Linked DNA regions of Bos taurus: region 1 is linked to region 2. The links are chromatin contacts, called in public Hi-C maps. All regions are on one chromosome and are shown on one strand. The core of a region is the stretch at or near the end of the contact, and the rest is flanking DNA. Distances in the headings are between cores, read along the strand shown. Region 1 holds the start of RSF1 (remodeling and spacing factor 1). Region 2 holds the start of INTS4 (integrator complex subunit 4).

What was found. Hi-C and Micro-C count contacts between places; a contact is called where the count stands out from the background.
Region 1: a contact with region 2 is called in a Hi-C map of skeletal muscle, with 8 times the contacts expected there. The contact joins the promoter of RSF1 here to the promoter of INTS4 in region 2. A contact is called at or near these places in 2 of 11 Hi-C or Micro-C datasets (skeletal muscle and an unstated tissue).

The regions. Positions count from the first base shown.
Region 1 is chr29:18,186,747-18,190,827 of ARS-UCD2.0, reverse strand. RSF1 (remodeling and spacing factor 1) reads right to left here and starts at 2,167. Exons shown (of 18, transcript XM_010820856.4): 1 at 1,711-2,167. The coding sequence starts at 1,897. It overlaps AAMDC (adipogenesis associated Mth938 domain containing), which reads left to right and starts at 2,364. Exons shown (of 4, transcript NM_001037473.2): 1 at 2,364-2,421.
Region 2 is chr29:18,039,916-18,044,020 of ARS-UCD2.0, reverse strand. It overlaps INTS4 (integrator complex subunit 4), which reads right to left and starts at 2,827. Exons shown (of 23, transcript NM_001110065.2): 1 at 2,738-2,827. The coding sequence starts at 2,791.

The DNA of each region.
Region 1 (4,081 bases), core at 918-3,417, 150 kb before region 2:
TTCCATAAAAAATATAAATACAATTTGATAACCATCAAATTCTAACTACATTGGGGAGTTTAACTTTTCAAGAAATTCTGCAGGAAGTCTTTATATAATGTAACCTTTTATTTGCCGGAGCTTTTTAACGGTAGAGTAGATTTGGGCAGGTAAGGAGAGATATATGCCTGTACCATAATTGCTGTATTCATGTGAGTCTGGTAGCCATAACATAATTTACTCTCTAGGTTATATTTTGGACAACTTCACACTTGGGCTCTTTCTAGCAATGTACATATATTCTACTAACAGAAACTTCATTCCCATGGAGAATTGAAAACACCCTGATTTCTTGAAAAGGAAATAGCTATCTGTTTCGCACAATACCTAGTCCACACTGTGGCCACCTAGTACGGACAAAAAGGGGAAAAAAGGACCTATTTGGACAACGTTTCTTCTTCAGCCAAGGGCTGTTCCCAGATAAAGGCAATGCTCAGAGTACCATAACAACAAAAAACCTTTCTCTGAAAAAGAGAGGAAAGATCGGGAATAAACAGGGACTGAGTGTACGCGCTCAGTGAGGGCTGGAGGCAGCAGGCGCGGCGCGGAGATGCTCCAGCGAAAAGAACCACCAGCAGCAAGCAGCAGCAGGAAGTTTCAATGGGGCCGGGCAGAGCATGCGCCCTGCACCCGCGCGGTGGCCTTATGTGGAAGGAGCACCACTTGCGAACACCAATAATAGACCGGCGGCACCAGAGAGAGAAACATGAGCAACAAGCACCTTCTTCAACTGTTTCCCCCTCCGTCTGAGCCCCTCCTCCATCCTACATACTAAACACCCCACCCTACCCTTCAAATGGGAGGGCGACTTCTTCCCCTAAGCCTTACTGCCAGGATGAAGGGGGAAGGGACTGGAAAAGTGGAGAGATGCTTTTCTATTATTTGGGGGAGGGGGGGAGCAGGGAGGAGGAGAAAAACTATGGGGGAGGAGAAATTAACCCTCTGCCCACCAAAGCGGAGAAGCAAAACCGACTTCACCACCACCCACCCCCCAAAGTGAGAATGGAAGAGGACCCCCTTCCTATGAAGGAGCAGCAAACCTCCCGACTCCCGAAGAAGGAGTTTTGGGGGTTAAACCGACCCTGGAGGGGAAGGGAAAGGAGACCGGAGCCGACTCTCTCTCGGGGGAGTTCCCACTAGAGGGAGGGAGAGATGAAGTGTCCTCTGGCCCCCGCCCACCCAGGTGGAGGGAGAGAAAGGGGCGCCCGGAGAAGACGAGCCCAGCCTCCCCCGAGATAGTAGGGAGGATGGTGGGAGGAGGGGAGGGAGCGAGGGAGGGGTAGAGGAGAAAAGCGCAAAGCTGGCCGGAACCTGCGCTCCCCTTCCTCCGCCAACGAGAACGAGAAGGGGTAAGGGACCTGGCCCCCACCGCGGGGTAGCAGCCCCCGGTGCGGCCGATCAGCACAATGACCCCCCCTCATCCCCCGCGCCCAGACCTAGACCACGACGCCCCCACCTCTGCCGGGCGCCGGGCGGAGTTGGCCCTACGGGGCCTCCGCCCCGCCTCCCCACTGCCCGAGACCCCCGGGGGCTGGGCGGAGGAGACGGGCCGCGCGGAACTGCGCCTCAGCGGGAGGACAGAGCCGCGGAGGCCCGGGGTGTCTGTGGGGAGCAGAGAGAAGGAGCAAGCCAGGGCCGCTTCCCGCCGGGCGTTCGGGCCCCCTCGCTTACCTTCTCCGTTGCCGACGTCCGGCGGCGGAGCTTGCAGCACCCGCTCGAGCTCCGGGAACGGCAACTCAGGCAGGTCGAGCAGCGGCCCGTAGCGCTCCAAGAAAGAGCAGACTACGGCGAAGTTGGGACACGAACCCGGGCAGCCCGGAGGAGCCATCGCCGCCGCCGCTGCCGCCGCCGCCGCCATTTTGAACTGGAGGATGGAGGAGGAGGAGGCGATGGGGGTGGTGAGGGGAGTTGGGGTGCCGAGGAACAGCAGGGCAACCTTACAGACGACAGGAGGCGCTAGCAAGTGGGCGCCCCTGCGGATCCGGGCGTCTCAGGCACGGCGCCGCGATCCCACAATACAACGGCGTCTCAGAGCAGTCGAGAACCCAGTCAGACGGAGGAAAGAGAGGCGCTCCGTGCCTTTCACTTTCCGCCCTCTTCCCGCTCCTCCCACTTCGGGCTTGCCACTGCCTCGTGTGACAGGGGGAATGAAAACAAGGGCTGCGGAGCAGGGAGGCGGGGCTGGAAGCTCGGGAGGCGGGACTTTTGGGGGCAAAGACCAATAGACTTGAAGGGGGCGGGGCTTCGCTTGAAGACTGGCCGAAACATTCTTTTCCGGGCGGGGCGAGTCAGGGGGGAGAGCGTCTAGCGGAGATCGCCTGAGCAAAGGTGAGAGGTAAAGCACGGAGCGGTTTGAGATCTCCGCTCCTCGGAAGGTGTCGGGTAAGTTTGGGGGGGGGTCACTCCTGGAACTGAAACTGGCCACCAGATAGATGGTCAGGGAAGTTGAGGAGAGTGAATAAGAAGGAGAAAAAGAGCAGAATAGAAAAAAAAAAAAAGCTATTCTGAGGAAAAATTGGAGAGGGGAAAAGTAGAGAGGTGCCCTGAGTTGGGGATTGGGATGGATCCTTTGTAATGAAGGAGTCTCTGTGAAGTTTGCTGAGGTACAAGTACTGCACCTGCTTGAAAGCAGTGTCTGAGAACTGGGGGACGAGGGCCTGATGGAACGAAACTCTGCCGAGATCTCCAGTCTGAGGAGTTGGGGCCGTGTTAGGAAATCCGGGGTTTGAAGGGACCAGGCTCTTCTCAGGGAGCAAAGTTTGAGAGGATTGGGCCCTCCTGAGTTTGCCAGGGTGGGAGGGCGAGGGGCCCTGTTAAGGACTGAGATCTTAGGGACCAATCTCTGTAGCGGAACCAAGATCGAGGGTGGACTAGGACTGCCCTGAGCGCACACCTGGTAGGAAATTTGTTGCAAGGGCAAAAGTTTGTTAGAAGACAGAGTTCTGCTTCGTTGGGAGAAGTAGTGAGCACTCTCCCACAAAGAATCTCAGAAAAACCATCAGTAATGCAAAGCAGAATATGTAGCTTGGGATATAATGTGCATTATTATGGTTAAGAGTCTGGACTTGGAGTTCAGCAAGACTTGAGTCCTAAGAAAACCGCTTCACGACATTGGGAAGACTTTTTCATTTCTTTGAAAGTCTGAAGGTGGGGGGGCGGTGATGATAGTACCTACATCATAAGATTTTACTGTATAATTCACAATAAATTGATTAGCACAATGCCCTGGCACATTGTGAGTAAAAGTTGCTCAGTCGTGTCCGACTCTTTGCGACCCCATGGACTATACAGTCGAGGGAATTCTCAAGGCCAGAATACTGGAGTGGGTAGCCATGTCCTTCTCCAGGGGATCTTCCAACCCAGGGATCCAACCGGGGTCTCCTGCATTGCAGACAGGTTCTTTACCAACTGAGCTACCAGGGAAGCCCCTGGCACATTGTAAATACTTTAAAAATTAGTTGCTACTATTGAAGAAAATCCCTAAAATTTAGATTGTATTCAATTGTTTGTAATTGATAGTTTACTACTTTGAGCCAAAAATTTCAGTGTGCATTTAAAATTTATATAGTATCTACTTAATAAAATAATTTCAAAATATAATATAAATCACAGGACAATTTATAATTAAAAGAAAATAAATATATGGCATAACTCAATGGACATGAGTTTGAGCACATTCCAGGAGATAGTGAAGGACAGGGAGGCCTGGCCTGATGTAGTCATGGGGGTCACAAAGAGTCAGACATGACTGAGCAACTGAACAACAAAAGAAATATATAGGCAAATAATTATATTGGGAACAGAGAAAATGATTACCATCTTAAAAATTAAATTTTGTTCCACATTTCTAGGTAAAAAAGGGAAAAACCATAATGTTCTATGTCAGACTATTAACCAAGGAAAGAATTCTCATTTATCAAGAGAAAAATATTCTATATTGTAAGAGGAATTTATTAACTAGAATACTGATTCTTAATCCTGAATAATATATAAACCCTTTTTAAAGGAAAAAAATGTTCTTTTAAAATTTACAAATACTCTT
Region 2 (4,105 bases), core at 1,578-4,077:
AAACAAATACTAGTAATTACAGTAGCTCCAAAATCACTGCAGATGGTGACTGCAGCCACGAAATTAAAAGACGCTTACTCCTTGGAAGGAAAGTTATGACCAACCTAGATAGCATATTCAAAAGCAGAGACATTACTTTGCCAACAAAGGTCCATCTAGTCAAGGCTATGGTTTTTCCAGTGGTCATGTATGGATGTGAGAGTTGGACTGTGAAGAAGGCTAAGCGCCGAAGAATTGATGCTTTTGAACTGTGGTGTTGGAGAAGACTCTTGAGAGTCCCTTGGACTGCAAGGAGATCCAACCAGTCCATTCTGAAGGAGATCAGCCCTGGGATTTCTTTGGAAGGAATGATTCTAAAGCTGAAACTCCAGTACTTCAGCCACCTCATGCGAAGAGTTGACTCACTGGAAAAGACTCTGATGCTGGGAGAGATTGGGGGCAGGAGGAGAAGGGGATGACAGAGGATAAGATGGCTGGATGGCATCACTGACTCGAAGGACGTGAGTCTGAGTGAACTCCGGGAGTTGGTGATGGACAGGGAGGCCTGGCGTGCTGCAATTCATGGGGTCGCAAAAAGTAGGACACAACTGAGCGACTGAACTGAACTGAACAGTAGCACCGAGTGATAAGTACAAATAGATGAGTGCTACAGCAGTAGGGGAGGAGAGACTAAAGCAAAACCTAAGTCCACGGAGTGGAGAACCAAAAGAGAGGGAAGAATGACATCCATTCTATGTAAAAGAGACAACAGATACAAAAGTTTGGAAAGATCCAAACACACAGTATACTGGAGGAGAGGTGAGCAGTCTTGGTAAGAGGGAACAACAGAATAAAGAAAGGAACTGATACTGCCCAACAAAGTGAATGGACTTAATGTCATTGAACTCCACACTTAAAAAATGGTTAAAATGATAAATCCTGTTATGTTTATTTGGCACAATTTGTTTTTTAAATGGGGGCAAAGGAATCCAGAGCTAGGAAATCCCAAAAAGCAAGCCACGGAAGAGGGAGCGCTGTAAAGCTTTCCTGAATCTTGACTCATTCTAAAAGTTCAAGAAAAAGAATTTCACATAAAAAGGAGCAACAAGACTGACAAGGTGAGTATCAAAGTTATTTTCAGAAAAAAAAAAAAAACAAGAACAAGAAGCCAACTAACTTCCCTACACACAACGGAAATATGTCACATACACAAAAAAACGAAAAAGGCAATGAAGGAATACTGTTAAATCACAAAGGGCAAGAGAGTTTGGCTAGTTTTCAGAAAAAGAAGTAGTTGTAAAAGAGTAAGGAAGACTTGGTTTGTCGATGCAATTACCTCTCTGTACTATAATCTCAGATATGATGCTCCACATCTCTCGCTCGCCTGTGAGTTCCGAAAGGACAGAAACCCTAATGTGTTTTGGATTTTATAGCTCAGCACCTTTCACCATACCCAATATTGATACATAATAACCACTACTTTATTCAATAAACTCTTGTTGAAGGAATAAATGACATATTTAAGGATCAGCGTCCTGCTGCATGGTCTAAATCTTGCTAGGCCACAAGTCTATGGATGGAAACCTGCTATTGGCTGACATTAACCAGGGGCTCTTCAGAAATGCAGATTATTGCCTTGCCTCCCCCAGAAAACTCACTTACTAAGTAGAATCTACATTTTAACAGAGCCCAGGTGATTTGGATACACAAAGTCAGAGAAGCAGGACACAACGTATGACTTGGGATCAACCTCTACTTTAGCGATCTCTCTGAGGAAATACATAGAGAATCACTGACTGTTGACACGGTTTGGGCCCCTCAGTCCTGAAACAACTCCAAAGGAGGAAGCATGGTACTGCCCTCCTTTATAAGTGAGCTGTTCTACGAACGAAAACTTCAACCCCTATGAAGCCTGTGACCCTCGCCTGCTGTGACTGGATCTTGAGGATTCCTATAGATGCCTCTTCCAAACCCTTAGAGCTCTGCATACAGCCAATTTGGCTTTGGGCACTTTTTTGCTAATGGGAGTTGGGAGGAAATTTGTCAATACCCCACCAGAAGTCTCAAAGTCCTCATTTGTAAAACGAGGATGCTAATGAAATGTGGTGTTTGGGGAAGCCTCTCGGAAGTCCCTTGGACAGCAAGGAGATTAAACCAGTCAAACCTAAAGGAAATCAGTCCCGAATATTCATTGGAAGGACTGATGCTGAAGCTGAAACTCCAATACTTTGGCCACCTGATGCGAAGAACTGACTCATTGGGGAAAAAAAAAAAAAACCCTGATGCTGGGAAAGATTAAAGGCGGGAGGAGAAGAGGACGACAGAGGATGAGATGGTTGGACGGCATCACCCACTCGATGGACATGAGTTTGAGTAAACTCCGGGAGTTGGTGATGGACAGGGAGGCCTGGCGTGCTGCAGTCCATGGGGTCGCAAAGAGTCGGACACGACTGAGCTGCTGAACTGAATGTAACATGAATAAAATGAGATAACAGATAAGATACTTTCGTAAATTGTAAGTTGCTGTTTGCTTCTTCTAATAGTTTTTTTTATTGTCAGACTTCACATGTTAATACTGACAACAGCAGCGGCCAATGAACACGCCCACTAACGTGTAGTCAGAGAGGCAGCCTACCAAAGCACTGGCAGCACTGGCACCCTACCCAGCTTTGTGGCGCCAGTTCTGGCAAAGTGTCTGGGCGTGGATAACCTTCCCCTTTCCCAGACCAGTCCTGAGACCTTTCCTTCCAGAGCTTACCTGAACCACCTTAGTGAACTCCTCATAAACCCGCTTCTTCAGATGGGCCGCCATGGTTGCCCATACACCTTCTCAGCTTCCGTACCCGACGGGGCTGAGGTAGGCAGAGGAATACGAAAAAGCTTGCCCAGGAGGGAGGAACCAGCCGCTGTCCCACAAGGCAGTGGGGTTCCGGGAAAGAGAAGCCGCTTCCGGCTGCTCGACTGCCTTGTCGCTGTGCGTCTGGATTTAGCGACCTACGCCTGCTGAGCGGGAGGAACGGAAACCGGAGCCGGAGCGTAGCACAGGGGGCGGGGCTTCTGGCAGGAGGAGGCGGGTCGGAAAGGCTGGAGGAGCCAATGGGAGCTTTGGGGGGCTTTCTGTTGGGTTTGATTGACGGAGGGAAACGGAGGGTCGGGGGAAGTGCTACAGTGTAAAGGGCAGAGGTGGAGCTATCCAGAGCTAGAGATAAAACCTGGAGCTGTATGAGGATTCTGACTCAGAAGATAACATAAAGAGGTCAAGCTGACAGCTCCATCATCCATTGCTGTTCTCAGTATTTGCTATCTGTCTGTATCCTGTGCTCGCCTTTTGATCGAGCTGTTGCTCAAAAACTGAGTTTGCCTTGTGGTTGGTGTCAAGCCTGAAGATCCAACTAACCAAAGTTCCAAGGACATATTACTTGCAGCAAGTAAGGACAGCACAAGCGATCTTCCCCAAAGCAGTGTCTCCAAACAGCAAAACTGGGGACGCTTTAAGCTAAGTATTAGTCGCTCGATGGTGTCCAGCTCTTTGAGACCCCGTTGATCGTAGCCCACCAGGCCACTCCATCCATGGAATTCTCCAGGCAAGAATACTGAAGTGAATTGCTGTCCCCTCCTCCAGGGGATCTTCCTGACCCAGGGATCAAGCTCAGGTGTCATGCACTGTAGGCAGATTCTGACCTACCACAGAAGCCTAAGGGTGCATGCATATTCATTCATGAAGGCGCTTGCGCAGAGGAGAATTCAGCATTGGATTGGGGCAGAGGTTTACAGGGCCCAAGCTTTAGTTGATTGAAGTCAGGAGGGTCGACATCATCATTCCATCTTCCACGTGAGTGGGGAACATTAGTTCTTGCAGAACTCAAAGACATATATCAGATTGTTACATATATATTTTTAAGGAAAAACTGGTTTTTGACTGCAAGGAACATGAAAACGTATTTCTTTTGTTCCTTCATTCCCTCACTTCTCTCAAGATAATTAATTACTGAGACCTGTTCAAGGACAAGCATTGTGGTCAGGCTTAGATCAAACAATGGCTTAAGCCAAAAATGGCTTTTCTTACATCTTTTTCTAGGGACCCCCCCACCCTATCTGCTTACAAAGCTGTATGCCACCCCTCCAA